Linked DNA regions of Mus musculus: region 1 is linked to region 2. The links are chromatin contacts, called in public promoter capture Hi-C maps. All regions are on one chromosome and are shown on one strand. Each heading gives the region's core, a stretch centred on a gene start, on an enhancer-like site or on the middle of the called end of the contact. The rest is flanking DNA. Distances are from core to core; before and after follow the strand shown.

The links. Promoter capture Hi-C pulls out the DNA fragments that hold promoters and counts their contacts.
Region 1: a contact with region 2 is called in a promoter capture Hi-C map of hippocampal neurons, with 4 times the contacts expected there. The contact joins the promoter of Mtrf1 here to the enhancer-like site in region 2. A contact is called at or near these places in 13 of 39 promoter capture datasets (the 3T3-L1 cell line, the C10 cell line, cranial neural crest and 9 more), 2 of 15 datasets of contacts at CTCF or cohesin (large pre-B cells and pro-B cells), 2 of 484 Hi-C or Micro-C datasets (cortical neurons and epidermal suprabasal cells), 16 of 115 datasets of contacts at active chromatin or transcription factors (the 230-238 cell line, the NIH/3T3 cell line, T-cell acute lymphoblastic leukemia and 12 more) and 1 of 9 other capture datasets (embryonic stem cells).

The regions. Positions count from the first base shown.
Region 1 is chr14:79,394,886-79,400,384 of GRCm38.p6, reverse strand. Mtrf1 (mitochondrial translational release factor 1) reads right to left here and starts at 2,613. Exons shown (of 11, transcript NM_145960.4): 1 at 2,349-2,613; 2 at 586-693.
Region 2 is chr14:78,651,995-78,657,322 of GRCm38.p6, reverse strand. Dgkh (diacylglycerol kinase, eta) reads left to right here. Exons shown (of 30, transcript NM_001081336.2): 3 at 3,527-3,637. Gm30716 (a long non-coding RNA gene) reads right to left here. Exons shown (of 2, transcript XR_383631.2): 2 at 4,157-4,720. Among named protein-coding and RNA genes, the nearest start is that of Gm30716, 3.8 kb to the right of the region's middle. Within about 2 kb of position 2,187, at least 3 of the 459 cell types and tissues checked have an H3K27ac peak or open chromatin away from gene starts, as enhancers often do. A contact at or near this core is called in hippocampal neurons, where this site is marked.

The DNA.
Region 1 (5,499 bases), core at 1,364-3,863, 740 kb before region 2:
AGCTTAGACAGCGAAACCTGTCTCGGAAAACAAACAAACAAGCAAGCAAACAGCAATAAAATAATAATGTATCTTTAGGTGGTTCATAGTCATATATTTATGAAGTCCAAGGAAAATATTAACATTTCATCTGCTATCTAGTTTAATTGACAAAAGTGTCTTCCTATGTAGCTCAGGCTGACTTCAAACTGGAGGCCTCCTGCTTCAGCCTTCCAAATGCTGAATCACAAATGTACATCAACATGTCTGGATAAATTTAAATCAGCAATTTTATTGTATTTATTAACTTATTTTTTAAATTATTATTATTATTACTATTATTATAGAGAGTGTGAGAAACACGGTGTATATTGTGTGTCTCTGTGTGTGCATGAGAGAGAGAGTGAGAGAGAGAGAAAGAGAGAAGAGAGAGAGAGAAGAGAGAAGAGAGAGAGAGAGAGAGAGAGAGAGGAGAGAGAGAGAGAGAGATTGATTAGGGATTGTCACCTGGCCTTACATATGCTAAGCAAGCACTTTGTTTTGTTTATTTCAGGGCATTCAGAAGCCACAAACAGTTAGGTAACTTCATCATAAGTATTCACTCACTGGCTGCAGGCAGAGTTTGTATCATAACAGCTTGTCTGTTCCAAGATCAGCACTTCTCATTCTCCACCTTGGGATCACTTCTTGAGGATGCTTCTCTTTTAGCCGAATCTAAAGGAAGAGATCTCAGATATTAAAAGACCAACTTAACACACCAGGAGGATCTGGTAGTGAGAAAATAAAAAGGTCAATGATGATATTTTAAAACTGGAAAAAAAAAAACCAAACAGATTACAAAACAGTATAATCTCTGTTGTTGTTGTTGTTGTTGTTGTTTAAAAACTATGCTGTATGGGAAAAAGCAGATAAATATGCTGTCTTAGTTACTATTCTATTGCTATGAGGAGACACCATGACCAAGGCAACTTACAAAAAGAAGCAGTTAACTGAGGGCTTGCTCTCAGTTTTAGGTTTGTCCGTGGACATCATGGTGGTGAGTGTGGTAACAGGCAGACAGGCTTGGTGCTGGGAACAGTAGCTGAGAGCTCACCTCTGATCTCTAAGTTGCAGGCAGAGACCTGGCCTGGCATGTGCTCTTGAAACCTCAAAGCCACTCTTGTGGTACATGTCCTCCAACAAGGCCACATCTCCTAATCCTCCCCAAACAGTTCCACTAACTGGGAACTAAACACTCAAATATACGAGCCTATGGTCTCATTCAAACCATCACACATATTTTAAAAGAAGACAAAAGAAATCCATCCAAATGGCACTTGCTGCTCTTGCAGAGGACCAAGGCCAACACCTGCACAGTGGGTCACAAATTGTCCCTAACTCCAGTTCCAGGAGACTGATCTGACACACCCTCTCCTTGCTTCCTGGGCATCAAGCATACATATGATATACATACACACACACATACATACATACATACATGCAGTTAGTTACCCACACACATACAAAAATATTTTTTTAAAAAATGACAGATTAGGTGAAATTGGGTATGCACAATAATTATCTGTTCTTCCTTCAGATAAGGGCAAGATAGGGAAAATGTTTTTCCTCCTGATATTAAAACTGGAAATAAGGGTCAAAATTTAGCAGAATGGCTTGGGGATGTAGTTCAGTGGCCCAACATGCTCAAGGCCTATCTGTGGTTTGATCCTTAGCACAACAAATTACCAGAAGCAGCCTTTATTATAACTGCTGTTTGTTGCTGTGCCTGGCAACACATTCATATATAAGCTCCTTTGGTCTTGCTAAATCCAACTTAGCATTACCATTTTAAAAACTAAATATTCAGGAGATTCAGCATATACTGGGTTCTATTAATAAATTTCACAAAAATCAACAGCTGAAATTTGGACTGTGAAAGAATTCACGAATGCCCAGCAGCCACAGATTTAATACTCCAGAAGTGCATCTTTATATCTAACCTTGAGTACATCAGGAGTATTCGTTTGACGGTGGAAAGAAGAAAAGGATGGAAGATTTTAGTAATGCTCTGGCTAAAATTTCCAGTTTAGGAGTAGCTGTGGAATGAGTAACTACCTAAACCTAGAAAGAGCAAGGCTTCAACATCACCCCCACAACCCGGTATTACTCGACATTTTAAAAGCAATTCTCGGTTTCTGGTGTGTTAAAAGTGACAGTAAACGGGCACCAGGCGTAGAATGTGAAAATCATGTTGTGTAAGTCAGTATTATGGATTCTATACGGAAGTAACACCAGTGGGCAGTAGGAATTTTTTTTAAAGCCCTCTTACGGCCAAGAAAGAATTGTGAATATCTAAGTAAAAGAAGAAAATTGACGTTCTCGTTTCTTACTGATAACTGAGCCTCCTGTGCACCGCAACATTTCAGCTCAAGGTACTGCAAGCATGATCAGTCCCAGGCTACTGCTTCCGGGTTACGGTTTGTTCCTGGCTCCTCCTCCACTTTGCAGAGAAATGGTCCTTAGGTGTCCGTAACGGTAAACAAGAATGAAATGACGAAGCGGGTAGGATACTGCTCTGGAAGGACCACGCGTGGAACGGATTTGGAGCTGACTCCTGGAAGCTGCGACGTCCAAAGTGGATCGCCCTCTCCTAGTGCCCTAACCAAGGAATCCTGGGAGTTGTAGTTTACCCTTCCCCAGGCTTTCTTGTTTCCCACCCTAAGACCCTTTACTCCATCTTTCTCCCTAAATTTAGGGTTTTCAGATACTTATAAACCTAGAAGCGAACCTTTTCCCTAATTTACACATCAAATTCTACAGTATGTGATAGGCGAAATCTCAAGAATTTCTTTACGTGTTACCAACCCTTGAAGCAGTAGTTTCTAAGTTACTGATTTGTTTTGTTTCAGAGTGCAGGAGGTTAAGGCTAGAGACTCATGCACGCTAAGACAAGAGCTCTATCATTGAGCTATATCCACAGACTTGGGGGTTTGTTTTTTAAATGGAACCTCCCTCCCCCCAATCATTAACAATTTTAGCGGGGCGTGGGGGCACACACCTTTAATCCCAGCACTTGGGAGGCAGAGGCAGGCGAATTTCAGAGTTCGAGGCCAGCCTGGTCTACAAAGTGAGTTCCAGGACAGCCAGGGCTATACAGAGAAACCCTGTCCCAAAAAAAAACAAACAAAAACAAACAAAACAAAACAAAACAAAAACCCAAACAAACAAAAACAATTTTAGGAGATTCTGAATTGTTAATTGTTACACTTTTAGCCAGTATTGTTTAAAACATTGACTGAAAAAAACTATAGGGGCTCGCGAAATGGCTCAGTGGTTAAGAGCGCCGACTGCTCTTCCGAAGGTCCGGAGTTCAAGTCCCAGCAACCACATGGTGGTTCACAACCATCCGTAAGGAAATCTGATGCCCTCTTCTGGAGTGTCTGAAGACGGCTACAGTGTACTTACATATAATAAATAAATAAAACTTTAAAAAGAAAAAAAAAAAGAACAATGACAAAGAGAGCTATAAATTTGTATTTAAAAAAAAATCATAACAGGACCCCAAAATAGATAACTATATCTATGAATTAGAATTTTTAAAGATAGTGTTGTTTACGTGTGTGTTTAGAGACACAAGACCCTATCTCAAAAACAAACACAAATAGGGAGGGGTGAGTAAAAATGGTGGAAAGAGAGAAAAAGATAGAAACCAACATACAACAAAATAATATTTAACATTTACTAGTATGCACTTCAAGGTAGTTACTTCTGCCTACTATATACTAGTCACTAGTTTGAATGCTTTAAACCTATTAGTTCATATAGTTCCATAATACTCTTTTTCTTTTTTCGAGACAGGGTTTCTCTGTGTAGCCCTGGCTGTCCTGGAACTCACTTTGTAGACCAGGCTGACCTCAAACGCAGAAATCTGCCTGTCCCTGCCTCCCAAGTGCTGGGATTAAAGGCATGTACCACCACGCCCGGCTCTATAATGATCTTAAAAACCCATTTGCAGAAGAGAAAACTAAAGCATAATGCATCTAAGGAGGCAAGCATGATGGCTCACACCTGAAATCCGACCACACAGGAGCTGAGATAGGAGGCTAGTGGCCATCTTGGGCTACAGAGTACCAGACCTACCTGGGCAATGGTGAGTTCCTGTCTCTAAAGACTCAAGCCCACTTGAATACATAAAAAACTTAAGAATTCCTGCCAGGAATTGTGAGGCAGGTCACATTTGAGAAGTAGAGGCAGGAGACTCAGAAGTCTATATAGTTAGCTTAAGGCCACTACAAAATGTGTCTCTCAAAAAAACAAAATTAGGGGCTGGAGACATGGCTCACATGTTGAGAGCACTTACTGGTCTTCCAGGGGACCTGAGTTCAGTTCCCAGGACCCGCAGTAGGTCGTTTACAACGGCATCTAAGCCCAGCTCCAGAGGATCCAATGTCTTGTGCCTCCATAAGCATCCATACACACATGCACACATCCACACAGACACACACACACAATTCAAAAATAATAAAAATATTAATTTTAGTGTGTTTGCACACTCAAATGGAAGTCAGAGAAAAACCTGTGAGAGTCAGTTAGAAAAATTGCCATACAAAACAGACATGTAAGCAGAAAGTAGCCACCTATAAGCTAACAGGCAAAACTCACCTTGTTGTTTAAGATGAGGACTTCCTGGTCTCCAAACCACGAGGAATTTGAACCACCAGCCTATGGTATTTTGTTATGAAAGCTTGACTAGACTGATGAATATGTAGAACAACTTTTTTTTTAAGATTTATTTATTAGATGTACCTACATTGTCACTGTCTTCAGACACTCCAAAAGAGGGCATCAGATCCCATTACAGATGTTTGTGAGCCACCATGTGGTTGCTGGGATTTGAACTCAGGACCTCTGGAAGAGCAGTCAGTGCTCTTAACCACTGAGCCATCTCTCCAGCCCTATGTAGAACATTTTTAAAATATAAATTAATCTTTATGTACTTTGTGCTATCTCTCAATATAAAAAGAATTCTGAAGCTAAGTTATATTTAGTTTTAAGTACGGTGCTTTATTTGCCAACATTTTAAACAAAGAAAACAATGTAGCATGTGCATGATAATTAATGCAGAAAGAGACTTTTTAAAAAAGATTTCTTTATTGTTATAAATAAGTACACTGTAGCTGTCTTCAGACACACCAGAAGAGGGTGTCAGATCTTATTATGGGTGGTTGTGAGCCATCATGTGGTTGCTGGGATTTGAACTCAGGACCTTTGGAAGAGCAGTCAGTGCTCTTACCCACTAAGCCATCTCGCCAGCCCCAGAAAGAGATCTTAACACAATGTAATTGAAAAGGCATATTTATTTAGTTGATATTTGAGATAGAGTCTCACGTAGCCCATGCTGTCCCTAAACTTGCTAGTATAGTCAAGAATGGCCTTGAACTTCTGTTCCTCCTGCATTTATCCACCAAAGATCTGGGTTTACAAACAAGCATCCCAACTCAGCTTGAAAGAGGATGTTTAAAGCTTAGCAAACCATTCTCT
Region 2 (5,328 bases), core at 938-3,437:
TCGAGCATGTCCCGTAGCTGCTTCAGACATTTAACTAGGGGTTTGCACTTACAGTAAGAGGCAGGTCCCCTCTCGAGGCTGCCAGATCCCGTCTCCCATCTCCTGAACCTTCATGCCTTGATCCTTTCTGTCTGCCCCAGCTGTTATTTGTCCTGACAGCGGGTGCCGAACACTTACTTACCTTTTCCAAGAAGCTCTTAGAATTCATGTCTGGAAAAATACTGTCTGAACTTAATAGCATAATGATATCATCATAATAACACTTGCTGCCGCTCACGGAGACTTTCTGTAGCCTAGATACTGTGCTAAGTGTTCTCCGCATGTTACTGTTTTATGAGCCTAGAAGAAACAAGCTTGTAAAATTGGTATTGTTGTGGCCTTTTATTTTGGATAGAAAATGTGGCCATAAAGAAGTTAGTGTGTCACGGAGCCTGGCTTGAAATCTGGCTGGTTTTAGACCCGTTTCTCAGGTACTGAAGTTTCAGAAGCATTTTGTTACCGTTAAATTGCATTGATTTCCCAGCGGACACTTAGAGCACACTGCAATGAGGATGCCTGACTGAAAATCAAAGGAAACATTAACATGACCTCATTACTTTGCCGAACAAGAAAGTTTTCTTGGGTTTTCCGGCTCATTGAGAGTGTAAGGCGTTCTTATAAAGCTTGCAGATAAACCCCCGACATTGGACAAGGTTTCACCTCAGCCATGCAGAAAGACTTCCTTAGCACGTGGGAGCTAAGTTCTAGGTATTTAAGTTTCCTGCCCCTCACCCCCCCCTCAGTCGGTGGGGCAATGTAGACCTTTGGTTCTCTGCATTGTTTTTGCCTTGGAGGCCCATTGTAGCGTTATTATTCTCGGACTGAATTCAGAATACATGTGAGCCACTCATTCTGGACCGCTTCCCAGTGGGTCTCTTGAAGACTCTTGCGATGTGTCTCCTCAGGACAGTCTTTTTTTTTTTTTTTTTTCTAGACCACTATCTAGTTTTTATTATTTTTCCTTAGATATTTTCTTTATTTACATTTCAAATGTTATCCCCTTTCCTGGTCTCCCCTCCAAAAACCCCCTATCCCATCCTCCCTTCCCCTGCTCACCAACCCACCCACTCCTGCTTCCCTGTCCTGTCATTCTCCTACACTGGGGCATCGAGCCTTTTCAAGACCAAGGGCCGCTCCTCCCATTGATGTCCAACAAGGCCACCCTCTGCTACATATGCAGCTGGAGCCATGGGTCTCTCCATGTGTTCTCTTTGGTTGGTTTAGTCCCTGGGAGCTCTGGGGGCTCTGTCAGGACAGGTTGGTTCATATTGTTGTTCCTCTATGGGCTGCAAGCTCCTTCAGCTCCTTCAGTCCTTCTCTAGCCCCTCCATTGGGGACCTTGTGCTCAGTCCAGTAGACAGGATGGTCTTATATCATGTCATTCCACCTTCCTCTTCCTCTTCTTCTTCCAATTACAGTGATACATTAAATTTCCATTACATAAAATAAACCCTGGGTCTTTATATTTTAATATAGATCATAAATTAGATTGGGGAACGTGTTTAGTGGGGTATGATTACAGTGGGGAAACAGAGAACAAGAATACAGTGCAGTCTCAAACTGGTGGTCTTTGAGATGGATCTCACTGAGATCAAGGCTTGAAGGGACCTGGACCTAGTGGTGTGCTGTTGTAATACCAGAATGGGGAAGGCAGAGACAGAATGGGGTTCGTTGGTCAGCCAGGCTAGTCTGTATGGTGCACCCCAGGCCAGTGAGATGGGGGAAGGCTCCTGAAGGATGACACCCACAAATATCATTTGGCTTCTACATGCATGTACATACATGCACATACATGTGCACACATCAACATATAAACATGTATCAGGACGGCTGTGAACATCCTTCCCTGGTCCAAAGAATTGAAGGGAGTGCAAGGGTTAACCAGATGGCTCTCTGAAGGACAAGCAGGACAGGCCCGACAGTAGCTATACCCACGCCTATACCATGCTTTCCCAAGAAAAAGCAAAAGGGTGATTGTGAATGGAGGGGTCCAAGACAGAGCCGGAGACTGGGTGCATGTGGTTAGAGAAGTTCAAGCGCTTTGCTGCAGACAGTGGAAGTGAAATGGCATTTCACAAAGCACCCAGCAAAATCCAGTCCAGAGTCACAGAGGCCCGCCTACCTCTTCTAGACACATCCTCCACTGCCCTGTTGGAAACACTTCCATGCATTTGTCACAGAATGCTCTCTGGAGAGTCCCCAAATATCCGTGCTGTCTTATGCCTGTGTGAATCTGCTGTGACAAAATCCCTGGGGAGAGCAGTTGAAAGAAGGAAAGGTCTTCTTTTGGTTCACAAGTTTTAGAAGTTTTGGCCAGTGGTCACCTGGGCCCATTGCTTGTGTCCTGTGGTGAGATGGAGCATTGTGGAAAGGAACACCTGGCTGAGCCAAGAGACACAGAGGCTGAGAGAGGTTGGGGACAAAATGTATCCATTTGCTATCCCACCTTCTCCCAATGAATGACCTAATTTTCCCAGGTAGGCTCCATTCTTCTGTCTCCTAATGGCTCAGGAATAGATAAATGAATTAGTCTAGTTCAGCCCTAATGACTGATGTCTGTCACTGCCGCACTGGTGACCAAACCTTCAGTGTGTGAGCCTTTCAGGGACATGACAGATCCCAGCCTTTCTACCTTTGCATACCCCAAACATGCTGATCTTGTTTAAAGGCCCTGTGTGAGGCTTCCTCAGGGAGGGCATCCTTGATTCGCACTTGGGGTTGCCGGTTCGTTCTTCTCTGGGCTACCACAAGTATGCTTTGTATCTGTGTTGGCTGTGAGAACATCTAACAAGCATCTGCCCGTTATTTCCTGGCAATGTACCCTTTGTCCAAATGAGTATGCGGTCATTAAAGACTCGTCTGAGTTCATCAGTTGCCTGTACTATTTCTCGCCTCAGAGGTCATTTGCCTTAATAATCAACTTACGACGTATCACCTCTAACATCCTCACTGTATGTAAGCTGTGTGAAAGTCACTCTCTTGCAGATGCCGGGTTGTGTACCTGTGCCTTTAAAACTGTCTACAGATTCTTTTGTTAAATCAATTAAGTTTTTTCTTTGACAGTTTCATTGATGAATGCTGGCTAGTCTCACCCCTGTGTTCTTTATCTCCTTCTTAGCTAAGCCCTCTCTCCCAGCAAGTGTCTCCCTCACATTCATTTCTTTTGTGTTTTGTTTTGTTTTGTGACACTGCCCAGTGGACTCCCCATGGGGTACACAGCCGAAGACAGTGACTCTTGGTCTTCCAGAAGCTGTCAATAGCCAATTCTACCTGTAAATAAATTTTGAGAACTATGTCAAAATCACTTTTTTAAAAATGGACATTTTCTTGATTGGCTTGTGATGTGAACAAAATATTCTCTCTTGTCATTTGTAAGATGTAAGCCCCGGGGTGCAGAATGCTAATGAGTTTGGGTCATTGATTCTGAACGGAATCCGGTTTGGGGTCGAATCTTCATCTTGTCGTTATGTTTCTGTTTTGTCTCCAGACTAGTATTAAGGAAGGACAACTGCTGAAGCAAACCAGCTCTTTCCAAAGGTGGAAGAAGAGATACTTCAAGCTTCGCGGCCGCACACTTTATTATGCGAAAGACTCCAAGGTAACTCCAGAAGCCTGCTCTCAAGCACTGCATGTCATGACTATTCTAAAACTTCCGTGGTACAAGCTGCAGTTTTCTTGGATCCTCACTATAGCCTAACTGTCCTCATAATGGATTATAAATGTGGTCATCTTGCACCCCACCACAAGGAGGAGCTATCACTTCAGCCCTAGTCTTGAGAGATAATCTTATAGGAACCTAGTCTAATATTGTTTGATCCCCTCTTTTTCTTCTAGATAATTAAAATAAGTTATAAACAACTTAAATAAATTCAAAACCTTGGGTTTTTTCTTTTTCTCCTTTTAATTTTTTTCTGAGTATAAGAGAGCAAGGGTTGCTATAGCTGTTATTAATTTACGTTCTGGGGTCAGATATAAGCTCACAACCCAACTCATGCACAGTTCACAGTGTGCTTGTGGTCGCCATGTGCTGCTGCGAGAAAGCTTTAGACCATGCGTGCCAAGCACTTTGAGAATCCTTTCATTATGGTAGCAGTTAAGAGTATAAACCACATTGTAATACAATTGAGGCAAAATAATTTTTATGTAAGAGTTGATGAAACAATAATATAGTTAGGAGGAAAGATACATATTAAAACTAATATTTTAATGTTGCCTGAAAAGTAGACATTGGGATGCCAAAGAACCAATCATTTCTAGTTTTAAAAAAATGTATGTTCCTGGTATAATCAGTAGAGTCATTAGTAGAAGCTGAAAACCAACCAGTCAAGAAACCTAATTGTTAATCTGTGGAACAGTAGTAGAGGGAATAGCTGAATACTTAATGTTAAAGTCATAACAAAATAATCTTATTTTAAAAGTCTGATGTTGACTGTTGTCCCCGGTCCGGCTCCATCGTGTCTTTGCACATTCACCTTTAGAAACATCAACTTCTTGGTTGCCTGTGACTTGGGCCGTATGTCCAGTTAAGTGGCCCTCAGATAGTCAGCCCCATGTGTGAGATGACGGGTGGGTTTTCTGCTGAGAAGATAGTTGGTGACTTTCCATAGCGCTGCCTTCTTAATCCGGGTCTCCATGTTGAAGAGTCTATCATGCAGTGAAGTTAGCTTTGGGAGAGTGGGAGCTATCAGAAAAAGGGGAGAGATGTTTCTCTGCAGCCTTGGGGGTGAACTCCCGCTCCCCCTGTGCTGCAAGTTCACTGGCTTGAAAGTTAAGTGATGCCTAACTCACTAAAAATGGGAAAGATGATATCTATTTACTCGGATTTACTAATCACTAATTTAATTAATTTTAAGAAATGTCGTTTCCCCTGCCTGGATCTTTCGCCACTGACACTTTTTGATCAAAGCAATGCTTAAGAGTTTGAACGATCGAGGCCAGCCTGGTCTCCAGAGTGAGTTCCAGGACAGCCAGGACTACACAGAGAAACCCTGTCTCGAAAAACAAAAAAGCAAAAAAACAAAACAAAACAAAAAACCAAAAAACAAAAAACAAAACCCCAAAACAACAACAACAACAAAAGAGTTTGAACGAAACAGACAGGGAGACAGGATCTGTTTTCGGAGCACAGACACCATCCTATTTAGACACCGTTTAGTAGTCCAGGACAATGAGGGCCAAAGCATTCAGTGCACCATGAAGTCTACACTCAGTTAACCTGTGGGCCACAAACTTGTGGGTGTGGGTGTGAGCGTGTGTGTCCCTCAGTGTCAGCTCCATCCCCATGGCAGC